2 separate regions of the Mus musculus genome follow, and region 2 is linked to region 1. The links are chromatin contacts, called in public HiCAR-type maps. All regions are on one chromosome and are shown on one strand. Each heading gives the region's core, a stretch centred on a gene start, on an enhancer-like site or on the middle of the called end of the contact. The rest is flanking DNA. Distances are from core to core; before and after follow the strand shown. Region 1 has its middle 400 kb from the start of Gm31711. Region 2 has its middle 470 kb from the start of Gm25020.

Evidence for each region. HiCAR-type assays count read pairs that join an accessible place to other places.
Region 2: a contact with region 1 is called in a HiCAR-type map of Th17 cells, with 4 times the contacts expected there. The contact joins two enhancer-like sites. A contact is called at or near these places in 10 of 484 Hi-C or Micro-C datasets (3T3-L1-derived adipocytes, the G1E-ER4 cell line, Th1 cells and 6 more) and 3 of 115 datasets of contacts at active chromatin or transcription factors (CD8 T cells, Th17 cells and Th2 cells).

The regions. Positions count from the first base shown.
Region 1 is chr13:16,658,453-16,661,560 of GRCm38.p6, reverse strand. No RefSeq gene overlaps it. Among named protein-coding and RNA genes, the nearest start is that of Gm31711, 400 kb to the right of the region's middle. Within about 2 kb of position 1,565, at least 27 of the 459 cell types and tissues checked have an H3K27ac peak or open chromatin away from gene starts, as enhancers often do. A contact at or near this core is called in Th17 cells and embryonic fibroblasts, where this site is marked.
Region 2 is chr13:16,736,970-16,740,077 of GRCm38.p6, reverse strand. No RefSeq gene overlaps it. Among named protein-coding and RNA genes, the nearest start is that of Gm25020, 470 kb to the left of the region's middle. Within about 2 kb of position 1,582, at least 46 of the 459 cell types and tissues checked have an H3K27ac peak or open chromatin away from gene starts, as enhancers often do. A contact at or near this core is called in Th17 cells and embryonic fibroblasts, where this site is marked.

The DNA.
Region 1 (3,108 bases), core at 316-2,815:
AATCTTGGCAGAAAGTATAAATTTTTAGAGATCTCATGAGTAAGACCAAACTGTGGGATGTCTCAGAACTGACCTTCATGATCATCTTTTCCAACCCCCTCATTTTACACGCTACAGAAAAATGCAGCCAAAACAGCTGAGTGATTTATCCAAGGCTGTACAGCTTATTAATGGCATAGAAAGGATGAGAATTCAATTGTCCTGAATTCTAGCTCAATAGTCTTCTTTTTCTGCATTACATGAGACTGCATTGAGGCAGAATGAGTGCAACAGGGAGCATAGCAGACACTATCATTATTCCCCCATGCTGTGTTATCCAAAAGCACCCCACAACCTATTCTACACTATACTAAACTTAACTGTTCCTCATCAGATGTACTGCACAATGCTCTGTATTACAGTATTCTTCACTGCCATACCATACTACTCGATACCACTTCATTCTAGACTGCATGGTATAACTACCATACTACCAAATAAATAACCTGATAGGAATTTTGGTTTCTATTCTGTGCCTAATCACCAGGATTCCACTAATCTCTTCCCTGTAAGTCCAGCTTGAGCTTCTAAACAGGAGTTGTTTCTGTCCTTGCCCACAGTCCCTATGATTCCTGCAGTCTCTTGGCTATCTTGAGATTCAATCACCTTGCATGTACCATGGAGCCAAATTTTTCTAATTTTTAAGATTGAGGAGAATAATAATCCAGCATCCCGGACCAAGGTCTGACTCTGAGACCCTCCATTGTTATCTCCCAATTTGTAAGGTGCTTTGCTTTGAAGTCAGAATTCCATGGATTGTTCTGCTCTTGACTTTGATTGAGTTCTGGTCTACAGGAACAATCAATTTCAGTGCCCTTTCTAACACATCAAGGAGACCCTCAGCTGGGCCTTATAACTGAGAATACCTTAACGTTTCTTTTATCTATCACTGTCTTTTAATAATCAAGACTGTCATTAATAATCAGGATTTATGAAGATCATCCTCACCCCTTACTAACAATAGTAGCTGCTGCCTCAGCATCCTCCAGCATGGCAGTATCACTAGGGAATGGTTGGAATTCTCTAAGTAATTAGCATATAGCTATAAAGTAGTCCCATAAAGTCAGATCTGGGTTTATCATTACCAGCTGGTGGCCTGAGAATCAATTTCTCCATATATGAAATGCAGATAGAAATAATACTGGATTAAAAAGAGTTGTTTAGCATACAGTGAGTACTGAAAGTGTTACAGATTATTCTTATTTCAAGCCTTCCGTTGAAAAGTCATAATCACATCTGTTTGAATAACTTGACCACAGTCTCACAGTCAAACCGAGTCAGCATCAGACTAGAAGCCAAAGTTCTTAGCATTTGTATAATCTGCCTTTTAGATAAGCAAGTCCCTAGACAGACTGATTTTCTGAGCAAGTCACTGCCCACCTGTTGGGTGGATCCAGCTTGGATTCCCCTAGTGCCAGGCGGCTGCCTGAATCGTGACGAGAACATGTTGATCACTGTTGGACCTGTGCCTAGCCCACCCAGCAGAAACCTCCCCGCCAGCCTCTGCAACAAGGACAGCTCTCTGCTCAGTTCCAACCTATAGAGCTAGGCTGGTGTCAGCGTTATTCCCTGGGCCAGGCCTGTCTGGCTTCAGGTAGGATGTTATGACTCAGGAGAGAATTCAGAGTTCCCATAATTTTTTTTTTTTATGTAATGTCTGTTGCAGGGTCAACATTATACTCACACAAAGGAGGGGATAAGGGAATAAAGAAAGGCAGAAAGGAAAGCTTGTGTTTACCATCAGCATTATGAAGCCAACAGGAAATGGCTCAGGGTATATTAACTACCATCCTACCCTGAGTAAGAGGGAGAGATGACCTCCTTGAGTGACTAAAGAGTTAATCATGCCCCAGGTGGGAGTTTATTGACTAGTTTCATATTGTATTTTGAAGAATTCCCTTTGTTTCACAGCAGCAAACCACTTCTGTGCTTATGTCTATTTTTAATATCCTGGAACGCAAGGCTTTACCCATTATTCTCTTTAACTGTGGGTTTTTCCGACCCTCGGGTAGATTTATACGTCTAGCTGAATGATTACTCAGTGAGCCTTTACTGAAGGATGTTCTGTTCCAAGAATGACACATTTCTTTGGGGATGACTTTCAACCTAACAGAGGTGGGTGGGAGGTCAGGGGAAGCCCCTACCCAGGAGAAAATACCTTCTTTGTGTGCTTGAAGAAAAAAACAGTCGGATGATGAACAGCCTGATTTGGGGGCTGTGTGTGGGTGAGCCACTCCAGTGAAGTTGTCCTCAACGCTCCCTCATAAGAAGAGATGATGAATTTAATGAGCCGAATTCTGACAAGCCTTAAAGCCAAAGACAATTAGAAAAAGAATAACTCGAATTCTTACTAGTTATGAAATCAATTTCATTTGAAGGAAATTGTACATGTATATTCCTTTACAGTGTATTGTATTTAGATCACCATTATATATGAAATCACACTGCAATTTGTGCACCTAAGAAGAGATGCTGCCTGAAGGCAGAAGGCCATGGTCATACCCTGCTGTAAATATCCTCTTCTAGAGTACTACCATGGTTGTTCACAATGGATACTGGAGTACCTACGACTCTAAGAAATCCTACAATAAGGATGTTTTCAGCTTCATTGATCTCAGTAGTCCAAATGCAACCATGACCTCCCTCTTCCCACCTGAACACTTACAGAAATCCCCAAGATTCAGTGCTCCATTGATCATTGGTGATATGCTCTAATGTAAGAGGCTCTTCATAATACTAATGCCTAAATGCTTTGTTATTATTTAAGAAGTGCGTTAAGGTGCTCTGTGGTGCTCCTTATAGCACCCTAAATGACACTAAAACTTTGATTTCAAAGGAGGTTATTTAAGAAGTGTCTTCACTAAAACCTATGTCTGTTGAATGTGGTAAATGATAGGCTGCATCAAGTCATTACTGAGTCAATAGCAAATTAGCCTTGGTTGTCTGGGAAAAAATGAATTTTAAAGATGTTTCTAACTAGAGTGTTATATCAAGCTCTGGTTACACCCCTCCCCCCCAGCTCTACACTCTCTGTGCTGCATTCCACATTGCTCTGACCCACCTTTTTAA
Region 2 (3,108 bases), core at 333-2,832, 78 kb before region 1:
TTATATTTAAAAATAACACATCATCTCTGTTATTTCTGTACCACAGAAGTGACATGCTTAAGTAATTTATTCATTTTTGGAAATTGACACATTCTGGGAAAAATGTAGGGCCCTAGCTGGCCCTCTCAAATCCAGCTTCATCTTATCTCCTAGTCTTCTGTAGACTTCTTAAGAAAGCTCAGGGTAAGAATCCCAAGGACATTTTTTTCCCTGTGTGTCACCACCTGGGGTTGAAGCTTCTACTGCATTCTTTCAAAAGACTCCTGATTTCTGGATAATGTAGAATGCTTTGTGGTGTGAGGAGCATGATGGGAATTTAAAGGGCAGCTATTCAGGATATTTGTCCATCCATTTCACATATCCTCCAACTTGTGGTTAAAAAGAATCAAAGGTATTCAGGGCGGGAGCATCCTCAGTCATGGCTCCTGGGAATATAAACCAATCGTCTCCTGTGGAAAATATCAAGCTCTCATGAGAGAAACAATCGGAAAAAAACAGACATAACAAGGGGTGTACTTAGCTTTGTAATGTCCTCCAAAAACCACAAAGAATGTTATAGGAAGATGCTCAAATTCTGCTTTGATCTACTTAAATTGAGTAATCACCACAATATTACAAGTAGCAGCTCAAGGAATCCAGAGTATAGAAGTCATCTTGGTGGACACCAGGCTCTCAGCTTTTTAAAGAGTCGGTTAATCATTCCCAACATTTTCTTTATTTGTATAAAGGGAGCAACACTGGGAAATTTTCCTCAGGTTTTCAGAATTAAATGAAATTGCAGGACAAATGTTCAGCATGTTGTAGGGAAGCCTATGGTATCGATCTGTTGGTGATTAAAGCAAGTGTTTTGTATATGCTAACAGTGCTCGACTTCTGAGTACTACCTCTTCCATTTCTAACACCAGTGCCTTCACCAGTCGATTTATAGCCAAGTGAAAGAAGAAATTTTCAATTATTCTGAGGCTGAGATTCTGGAAATATAGAAACATCATGGAATATACAGGAAGTGTAGATGAAAGTTCAAAGAAAGACTTCAGTAAATGAAAATGCTAGAAACTAATAGTTCGAGGTCTACAAGTTTCTCTGGCCTTCCCATGTGACAAAAACAAAAAACCAATGCACTTAAATGTGTCAGCAGTCCCGCTATGAAGAATAACAACTACAGCATGACCCAGCTAAGTGCTGCAAGGCAGGCTGCCTCACTCTGCAAGCTTGGGTTCCTTTTTCTTTACTCAGGAGACAGTGATGTCTCCTTCAGGGACTGGGTAAAATGTTAAATGTTTCACTTCCCACAATAGTACTGGGTTTCCCTTTTTAATAAAGACCCAGAGAAGAACTGTAGAGAACAAAATGGTACCACCACATATTTTGGCATACTTTTCAGATAGATAAAAATATGATTGAATTTGAGTACTCACAGGCCTGCTCAGTCAGTCCTACCTCATGCAATCCTCCCCTCTGTCCCTCACATATGTGGGAGCCCTTGTGAGAAGCCTTGAGCAAGCCAGCCTACGTGCAGTGTGATGACCTGCAAAGCCAGTCATCCACAGCCTCTGCTATGGGAGCATGAGTCACCCAGATCTCAAAGTATTGCATTCTCCAAGGTGAGTGCTACTTCTCTGCATAGACAATGAGGTCTCAGCTATATATGATCATGTCTCCTGGAAAGTTCTTAGTCACATATTAGTCAGACCTCCTCCAAGTTGAACTTCCCTCCAGTTTAGTATATAACTTATAGAACCTCCTCAAAAGTGGTTTTGTCACAGCTCCTCCATCTCTTGTAGCCTGTGACATGCTCAAGACTAAATATATAGTTTTACCTTGACCCTTGAGAAATTTCCTTCTCTGGAAGAACCTTGCCTAGTATCTGAAATTCTCTTTTCTTCTTTCCAGGATAAACTGAAGCAGGAGACTCTTGGAAAGAATTATTTCAGGGAAGTTCCAAAAGTCCATTCAGGAAGATGTATCGAATTTCCACATGGGTCTTTCTCTAGTTTCTCCAGTTATTACAGTGTGTTATAATTGATATACCAATATGCATATATGATTATTAATGTTTAAAACCCATTTTGCAACTTATATTAGAGTTCATTTGTCTTTTCATTTCTATGGTGCATGCCATGTACATACCATTGGAGCATCACACAGAAGTATTTCATGGAGCTAAACTCTTTATGCTTCATTTTTCTCTCCTAGTCTCACATCCTAATCCATTCAACTACTATTTTTTCTTAGTATCTCTGTAGTTGGTCTTCTTTCTGAAAGTCATAGTTGGAATAGTAAAGAATAAAGTCTATTCATGATGGCTTCTTTTACTTAGAAATATAATGTTTAGTTCAATTTCGTATTGTCTATGTGGGGGCATGTAGCCTGTGTGTGTGTGTATATATATATATATATATATATATATATATATATATATATATATATATATATACACACACACGTGCGCGCGTGCGTGCACACACACACACACACACACACACACACACACACACATATATATGATATCATGTTGGTGATTCCAGTCCATGGAAGCCAGGGGAGGGTGCCAGATCTCTAGTACTGGGAGAACCTGTGGTTGTAAGCTGTCATGTGGATGTTGGGAACTGAACACAGATCTTCTGGAAGAGCAACCAGTACTCTTAAACCACTAAGCCATCTTTGGCCCTGCAATATAGCCTTTTAGTTGCCTGGGAACTTAATTCTTTTTACTGATGAGTAATATTTCATCACATCCCTGTCTCATATTTCTCACTTACCATTGAAGGATATGCTGATTACTTCTATTTTCAAGCAATTGTGAATAAAAATCATACTTTTGTGTGGACTATCTTTTCTTTAGAATTATTTTTTTTCATACTAAAATTTCCACATCAATTATAGGTATTTTGGTCCTACACATTTTTCCCCTAGTCCTTCCAATAGATTCTTTTTTTTTTAATTTTAAAGCCTTTCTTATTCGAAAGATGGGTAGTTAAGTGGGAGGCCTGTTTTTCATTTATTTAGCCTTCAGACTGATATTTACTCATGCACCAAGTTGTGATGATAGCACCAAATAAATATAGGGGTCTCTGTGAAGACAATGGTGATGTCTTAATGTTCAGC